Regions from separate parts of the Mus musculus genome. Here region 1 is linked to region 2. A link is a contact called in public Hi-C data. All regions are on one chromosome and are shown on one strand. The core of a region is the stretch at or near the end of the contact, and the rest is flanking DNA. Distances in the headings are between cores, read along the strand shown. Region 1 has its middle 110 kb from the start of A1cf. Region 2 overlaps Sgms1 (sphingomyelin synthase 1).

Evidence for each region. A called contact is a pair of places that touch in the nucleus more often than the background predicts.
Region 1: a Hi-C map of cortical neurons shows a contact between it and region 2, with 2.8 times the contacts expected there. A contact is called at or near these places in 3 of 484 Hi-C or Micro-C datasets (the Ba/F3 cell line, adipose-derived mesenchymal stem cells and cortical neurons), 1 of 130 datasets of targeted methods (large pre-B cells) and 1 of 9 other capture datasets (adipose tissue).

The regions. Positions count from the first base shown.
Region 1 is chr19:31,973,186-31,977,510 of GRCm38.p6, forward strand. No RefSeq gene overlaps it. Among named protein-coding and RNA genes, the nearest start is that of A1cf, 110 kb to the left of the region's middle.
Region 2 is chr19:32,183,875-32,188,178 of GRCm38.p6, forward strand. All of the region lies in intron 5 of Sgms1 (sphingomyelin synthase 1), which reads right to left. Among named protein-coding and RNA genes, the nearest start is that of Asah2, 83 kb to the left of the region's middle.

The DNA of each region.
Region 1 (4,325 bases), core at 1,631-4,130, 210 kb before region 2:
TGGTGATTTAATTTCAGCAATACGGACTCATGCATCCCTTTAAATAATTATTATTTGAGTCTCTCTGGCTTGTGGTTTTTCACGGTGTATTAATATTTTAAACTTATTTATACTTACATAAGATTATGAAATAAAACAAATTTTTGCCTAATTTCTTTCCATACACTTAATAACACTTAATGGAGAGAGAGTGTATCAGAAAACATGATACTTGTGAGGACTATTTCTTTTCCACTTAATTTCCATGGCAGTCATCACTCAAGGTTAACATCCCACATTTCACTTGGGAGCTAGCCACAGATGCTGGGGTCTAAGGTCCAAGGTCCCATCCTCACTGGAGCTGCCCCGAGCCATCTGTCTACTTTTACCACACAGCTGGCTGAGCATCCATATCACCAAATGTCATCTAGGACCCCAACTTATTTTCACACATTTTAGATCTCTAGAGATATGCTGCCTCACCTGTGTGTAGTTCTGGCCCACCATGGCATTGAAAAGAACACCTTTCTGCTTAGAAAGCCAAATTCAACCTCAAGACAAATCAAGGCTTAGACAAACTATGAAGAAGCCATATAACTTAGACTCTTCTTACGGAGAAGCACCAAAGATGGAACAGAAATTGCAGCAGGATTCCTTTTTCCTGAAACATGCTACCTGGTTCTAGGTACAAAAGGAAAAAAAGGGGGGATTGCCACGCACCCTCCAGTGAAGTCTTCTTGACAGGCTGAGAAGCCTAGGAGCACTCACGAGGCATAGAGTTTCAAAAGGAACTTACCTCCTGGAGCTTTGGCGTTCTCATAACCTGTATACTCACACCCTATCCCAGCATTAGTCTAGTGTATGGATCCGCGTGCTCTCTTTTAGTATTATTTTATTATAAGTGTCTTTTAAGTTTGAATTCTGACATAGCCAGAGCCTTCGCCAGTGTTCCAATGTCCTAGAAAATGCTTGAAGCCGAGGAGCTTGATAGAGACAGTAACTAATTAATCATTACAAAAGATGGAGCCAGCAGCTCAGGGCTGGTCTGCACAGTGTTTACTAAGGACAGTAGTTAGTCTCACCCAAACAAGGGACTACCATGAAAGAGCCAGGGAATCCCACTGAGACAGAAATCTTCAGTACAGGCTACATTGCATATTAGAAGCAAGTTGGTGAATTCTTCTGACAAATGGAGATTCTCCAGATACTTAAAAGTTACACTCATATAAGAATTTATCAAGGCCTAGGAAATAGGGGGGTTGTGGTATTGCATTATTCATGAGAAGGTCTGCTAGAGCAGAACCCCCTGGTGCTAGCCTTCATAAGGCTCAAAAGAGTAGCATTATGGTGTGAAATCCTTACCTGTCATTAAGCTGACCCTAGGCAGGACTGCTTTATCATTACTGTAAACACCTACCTGGTTCCTGTAAGTCCCTTTGAAGTCACTCCTTTGTTTTGTGTCAGGCAACTTCAATGTACTTTGCCTGCTGTGACTTCCTACCCCCTTTATTTTCTGTCCTATACAAGACTGGTGTTCACTTTGTGACAATACATTCAGATTCTACACAATTTCCTGTGTGCATCTGTCTGTCATTCCCGCCGACTCCTTGCCCACCTGTGACTAGAGACCCTTTCCACGCAGACAAAGGGACCCAGAGGGTCTGCAGCAGGGGATACTTGGGTTTGTATTCATTTTAATAGTTATTACAGAGAAATGCTACCAATCAGATCACATTTAGGCACTGGGGCCAGAATGGCTAACACATAGCTGACTCAGGCTGGAGAGATGGCTCAGCCATTAAAGGTTACGCTTCCAATCAAAATATGAGAGGACTCCATAGGTCTACATTATAAGAGAGTGAGTTGCCAGGAAGAGAGTTGGCACAAAAAAAAATGGAAAAAAGGGAAAAGAAGCTATGTTAGGTGAGGTGGTTCTCTGAGCAGGGGTCACTTAGCTAAATGGTAAGGGGTTGGTGGAAAGAGCAGGCCACCCAGAGGGGATGACAAATGTAGATCATCTACAAACTACAGAAAATGAAAAATACCTAAAATATACAGTATACAGCCTACCATTCAAAAATGACAACTTAAATAAGATGGTCTAGAAAATAATTTCTTCACAAATAGTAGAGATGGCGAGACTAAATACTATATATACTAAATATCTATAGGTAAATAGAGAAGAATCACAGAAGAGCTTTCTCAGAAGTGAAAAATGAAATGAAATGAAATGAAATGAAATGAAATGAAATGAAATGAAATGAAATAAATTGAAGTCACCACACCCAGATGGTTTCAGAACAGAACTCCAAGAAAACAAGATCAGGCAACACACCTGAGATCTAAGAAAGTATAGACAAAGAAGCAGGGGTTTAAATTCAGTAAATCTCTCTGTAAAAATGAATATAATATTGTTACCAATAATTAACAAATACTATAAACACACACACATACACACTCATGCACACATGTGCACGCATGTGTGCACATGCGCACACACCACAAAACAGAACAATCTCATTGGTCTAGGTTCATTTCTGTTACCATGATAAAATATCCTGACAGAAAAGCAACTTCTAGGAGGGAGTGTTTAGTTTAGCTAGCAACCCCAGGCTACAGTCCATCACTGATTTCTGAAAGCAAACAATGAAACCCTATAGGTACTGGGGAAAGGAGAAATTTTCTAAATTTCTTTAGAACTGAAAAGCAGATAATTTTTTCTTACTTTTATTCAAAACCCGAGTTCAATGAACTAGAAAGTGATTGTCTAGTTAGTGCTTCTGTTGTGATAAAATGGCCACTAAAAAGTGACTGAGGGAGGAAAGGGTTAATCTGGCTCACCCTTGAACAGGAAGTGGGGAGAGGGAGGAAGCAGAGAGAGGAGGCTTTACTTCCTGGATTCCTTCCTCTGCCTGCTCAACCTGCTTTCTTACAGAATTTACATCTGCCTGCCCAGAGATGCTGCTGCCAAGAGTGACCCTGCTCCATCAATCATCAGTCAAGCCTGTAGGCCAGGCTAAGGGAGGCAATTCCTCAGCTGAGGCTCCCTCTTCCCAGGGGACTCTAGTTTGTGTCTAGTGGGCAAAAACTAACCAGCACAGTAATTCGTGGTTAATAAAAATTTTAATTTTTCTCAATGAGCAAAAATGTTAATGTTTTAAGGAACCATGATTTCCGGTATAAAATGAATAAAATAAAATTCAGAGAAATTAAATCAACCGCTGTCATTTTCACTGCAGTTGAAGCACCAGGCTGTTCTTATTTCCTTCCTTGTGAAATATGCACATGTCCAATTTCTCTCCAGTGACAAGACCATGAAGCAATAGGGAGCACTGGGCATCTCGAAATGGAACAGAGGCCCAGACCTTAGCACAACTGATTCCATGATGGAAGCACCATTCAGGCCATAAAACTCAGCACATAGACAGTGCCACATGCCAAAACTAAAACCAAAAAACAATCCATATATGTTCATAGTTCTGGGAAAGCCTCAAAATGTACTAACCTTGCTCTGTAGCTTCTACAGTGCTGCTTCTGCCTGTTTTTGTTAACTGAAGTATGTCAATGCAGAGCATGGCTTTTGTGCTTAAACACTCACAAATGAGAAAAGAAGAATTCTGGGGGTCGCATTGAAGTCCCAAGCTCTAGACCTCAAGATATTGGGGTTCTCAGAGGCCATTGGAGCAAGGAAGAGTATGGTGATCAGGGAACTTCTAGGGTCAATTGCTGCCTAATGCTTCAAAGGCACCTTTGAAATGACACCTCCATTCCAAAGGAAACAAATTAGAAAGTTGCCTGGTCTGTCACCTCCAAGGGTAAGTCTGGTTAAGATGCCTTCTGTTTGGACATAAAGGAGAGGTCAGACTTGGCTGCTGATCCAGTGTCCAGGAACTAAGATGTCTCTGGATCCTTCTGTCTGTTCAGGTTATAAACATGGCCACCCCTGGTTGTCTTTATTCTCTCTCTCTCTCTCTCTCTCTCTCTCTCTCTCTCTCTGTGTGTGTGTGTGTGTGTGTGTGTGTGTGTGTGTGTGTTTCTGTGTGTTTGTCAGTTCTGCTTCCCTGTATTAACAATGGCTTTCTCTGGTGTGAGAACTCCCTGGCTCAAGCCCATAGAACAGAACTGATTGATCTGACCCAGGCTCTCAGATGGAGGAAAGCCTACCACCATATACACAGCCCCCCAGTCTGGATGCTCTCACTACCAGGCATGGTAGAAGGTGGACCTATCCTTATAAGTGACTTGACCTTTCTTTCTTGCTGCTTTTAATACCCATTCTTTACTCTGTGTTCTAAATATTTTACCTATAGTATTTGAATTATAATAGTTTGTGAGGCTTTTACTTT
Region 2 (4,304 bases), core at 1,542-4,041:
TATTTTTGGGGGGCAGGGGGTGGGGATGTTCAGAAAGTTCAAAAGTAGGGCCTAACTGGAACAAGTTGGGTCACTAGAGTGGGTATCCTCAGCAAGATACTAACTACATCATGTTGTGAATAATGTTCTTCAGACGCAAGTCCCAGACGCCATGATATTCTTGCTCCAGGGACTGACACCAGTGGGTAGAGCCCCAGTAAGCTGGCTGGGGCAGTCAAGAAGCAACATCACAGCTCTCAGCTTACTCCAGCGTTTTCTTTGGATAAACAGCTGGATAATAAGAGCTTAGGAACGTGAAGGCATTCACGCTGGGTTTCTAGCACATTAAGCACATGAGGCAGAAGCTGAATGTCTGCTTTCTGCCACAGACAGCTTTCCTACCACTGCCTGCAACTACCTGAAGGCAGGTTATGATCACGTTTAGAGCCTTTGCTTGGTGTGCCTGTTATTATTGCAGCCCTCAACACACAGCAGATGCACAGCAAGCGAGCATCTTCCACGTACCCTTCAGAGGTGCTGTATTTTTCATCTGCTTTACAACTACTCACTTTGAAACCAATCACAAAGTCGGATGTGAACAACAAAATAATACAAGAGTAAAAAGAATGCCAAAACTACTTTTTCAGACATTCAGGCTCAAATTCCACTCTGTTACAACAATAACGGGGACACCAAGGCAAAGGCCCTAACTGTGATCATAGTCTGCCTTTGGGCTAGTTAACAGAGAGTGGCAGAAACCAGTGACATGGGAGAGTCTGTGATGGTATCGAATGGTCCCTCAAGGGGCTGTGCTTGCTACCCTGTGGTACATGGGATGGGTATCGTTAAGTGTGGGCTTCCCTGAGCATCTCCAGACCCTGGTCAGGTGCTTTGAATTTCCTCAATATCAGATACAACAAGCATAAAATCCAGAGGAAGGAGCACACTGCAATTCCCAAACTGCGCAAACCCCATCAGGGAACAGAGCCCCTGGGGCGTGGGGGAGGAGGAGTGGAGAGACCTAAAGCACGGGCACCCCACTTCTGTCCTGCTGCTCCCACTGCTCTCTGACTTACAAGGATGCAATTTTAATACTTTCCATCCTTGCACAGCTACTGTGAGCTCTGATTAAGAAATATAGAAGCCGGGCGGTGGTGCCGCACGCCTTTAGTCCCAGCCCTCGGGAGGCAGAGGCAGGCGGATTTCTGAGTTCAAGGCTAGCCTGGTCTCCAGAGTGAGTTCCAGGACAGCCAGGGCTACAGAGAAACCCTGTCTCAAAAAAAAAAAAAAAAAAAAAAAGGAAGGAAGGAAGGAAGGAAGGAAGGAAGGAAGGAAGAAAGAAAGAAAGAAAGAAAGAAAGAAAGAAAGAAAGAAAGAAAGAAAGAAAGAAAGAAAGAAAGAAAGATAGAGAAATCTTCTAAAAAACTGAAATACTGCATGGCTCATCATAGTACCAGGAGATAGTAAATTGATAAATGATGAATTTGTAAGATAAACAATTTCCCGGTGGATGGGGATGCTCCAAAATGAAATCCAAGCAGTTTTGAGACTGAGGCAGAGTTGCTGTAAGGTTGATATCATCCTGGGCTACATGGTGAGTTAAAGACCAACCTGGTCTACAAAATGAGGCCATCTCAATACAAAACAACTAACCAAAATGGAGCTGGTGATGGCCATAGAAAGCAGGGGTTCTCAACCTGTGGGTCACAACGCTGGGGTGGGGGTGGGGGGTGTGTTTCAAATGACCCTTTCCCAGCAGGGACCTGAAACTGTCAGACAACACGAGATTCATAACAGTAGCAAAATTACAGTTATGAGGTATCAATAAAATTACTTGATGGTTGGGAGTCACCATAAAATGCGAAACTTCGTTAAAGGGTTGCAGTGTTGGGAAGATTGGGATCCGCTAATTCAGAGTCTCAGTATCCTAAGCTATAATTTTTTTTATGAGCTTAAAAATGATAGAAGTCATTATGACTTAGATTTGAGCCCACTTCTAAAGCGGCACCACATAACAGGTACCTGATTGCCCTCTAATTCCATAAGGTGTGGAGGCAGCAGTCATACCTTGAGTCTACACTTGGAGCAGTCTTCCTGAGAAGACCATTCCATCCAGGACCAGTCACAGGATACGGATGGCAGAATATGCACTTCCATACCACGACCAGGCCACAGTCCAAGTATCATTTCAGAATTAAAGAACAGGAAAAGTCAACTGACAAAAGTAAATAATTGAACAGCAATTACAGTAAATTACGAGGGTGAAATAGTATGCTATCTAAGATTTCCTTTGAAGTACTGTCTCCTTCAGACAGAGGGGGGAAGAAGAAAAATCACAGGAATTGGGAGAGAGAAGAGGAATCACAGAACATTAGCGCCAATACTGCAAAATAAAGATATCAAACTTATTTTACTACCTGATGTTTACAAACTATCATCATATTAATTCTGTCTAGTCTTTCATGATCTACTAGTCCCCTACTGTTCCAAGAGCATTAAAACCCTTAAGCATGATTTAAAACTGGTATACTGGAACTCTATCTGTCTTATACTCAATTTGATTGAAAATAATATAGACACATGCACATAAAGTGCTAGAAAATGTTAAGAAAATTCGCCACAGGACCTAGAGGGGAGGAGATGAACGCACAAAGTAAGCCAGCGCCTCTCAGTGCCACTAAGCAAATGAGCCATTGTCACAGGAAGCCAATGTTCCCTCCACCAAACCTTGGGCATCTAACCCTCGGGACTGCTCCCTTGACTCTAGCCATTCTCACAACAACCTTTGATCACAGCGAGTCGCAATACTGGAAGTGCACACACATCAGCGTGGCCCAGACCAACTTTCACCCACATCCACTTCCTCAAACTAAACAAAGCAGGTCAGACAACAGTGAAAATAGAAAAGAGAGGTGAGAAGATCAAATGCCATGGGCAAGGTGCCTGTGTCACACATGCTGAAAACACGGAGGCATGAGGCACAGATGCGGCACTCCAGCTGTTGGGGGAGTACACACTAAGTCTTAAATTGCCATTTTCTTACCCAACCTACAGCTTTTCACTCCTTACTTCCTGTCCAGCTCCAAAGGCAGCCTGGAAACATCTCAGCAACATCGCAGTGACAGATAAGGAGGGGGGCCAGGAAGGAGACAGTATTTTTAGAAATTCCATTTCATTAGGTCACTGATCTGTCATCCAGTTGATCAGCGGGCTTGATAAAGGCCCTGAATACTGAATACTGACCAAACAATAGAGCTTATCAAGAGATCCTTTGGGCCCTTTTCTGACACCTTTCTCTCAAAACCTCAAGAGGTTGTCTCAGTAAACTATAGATGAGAGGGCTGGTGAGATGGCTCAGAGGATAAAGGTATCTGCTGCCAAGCCTGACAACCTGAGTTCGATCCCCATGACCCACATGACAAAAGGAGAAAAATGGCCAGGTGGTTGTGGTCATTCATCTTAGCACTTGAGAGGCAGATGCAGGCAGATATCTGAGTTCAAGACCAGCCTGGTTTATACAGCAAGTTCCAGGACAGCCTGGGCTATAGAGGGACCCTATCTCAAAAAACCAAAACAAAGAAAAGGGAAGAGAACGATCATTCAACCATTTGCATGCACTTGCCTAGACTCAGAAGACTGTGTATAAACACACACACACACACACACACACACACACACACACACACACACACACAGAGAGAGAGAGAGAGAGAGAGAGAGAGAGAGAGAGAGAGAGAACTTTTTAAAAAGTATTGTTATGTTGGCACAAGTAACCAAGACTTTTCTGGTCAGATGCTAAAGGTCTATTCCCCAAATGAGGACTCCTTTGATCTTATAAGGGACACTCTGCTCAGCCCATCTTCTTCCTGGAGCAAGGTCCTCATTACTCAAATGTTTGGAGAGACATCCTATCTCCACAGACTCTACAAAAAGACAAGGAAAGCCACATGCGACCCAATACTTTGCTGAAGGAGAACATAATTTCCAATCCCTTGTGACACCTTTCCTCTGACTTTTGAAGAGAAACTTGTTTTGCTTGGAAGCTGATCCATCCCCATCGCCTAGGTAAGTTCACCTTGTGAGGTTTTCCATTTTGCTTTTCGCTACCAGAAATCCTTCCACCATCTGGTGGGCCAAATCTAGTTAACAGATTGTTTCTAAAGACTCAGTGCTGATCCCTGAAGGGCCTGAGCCTAAATCACCCTCCATCAGAAGCCCCATGGATTCCCATTTAGGAGACTTGGATTCCAGAATGACAATGCACAGAACGCGTCACTGAGGGCTCCAGGCTAAAACTACACATGCATCCTGTACTATATTTTACG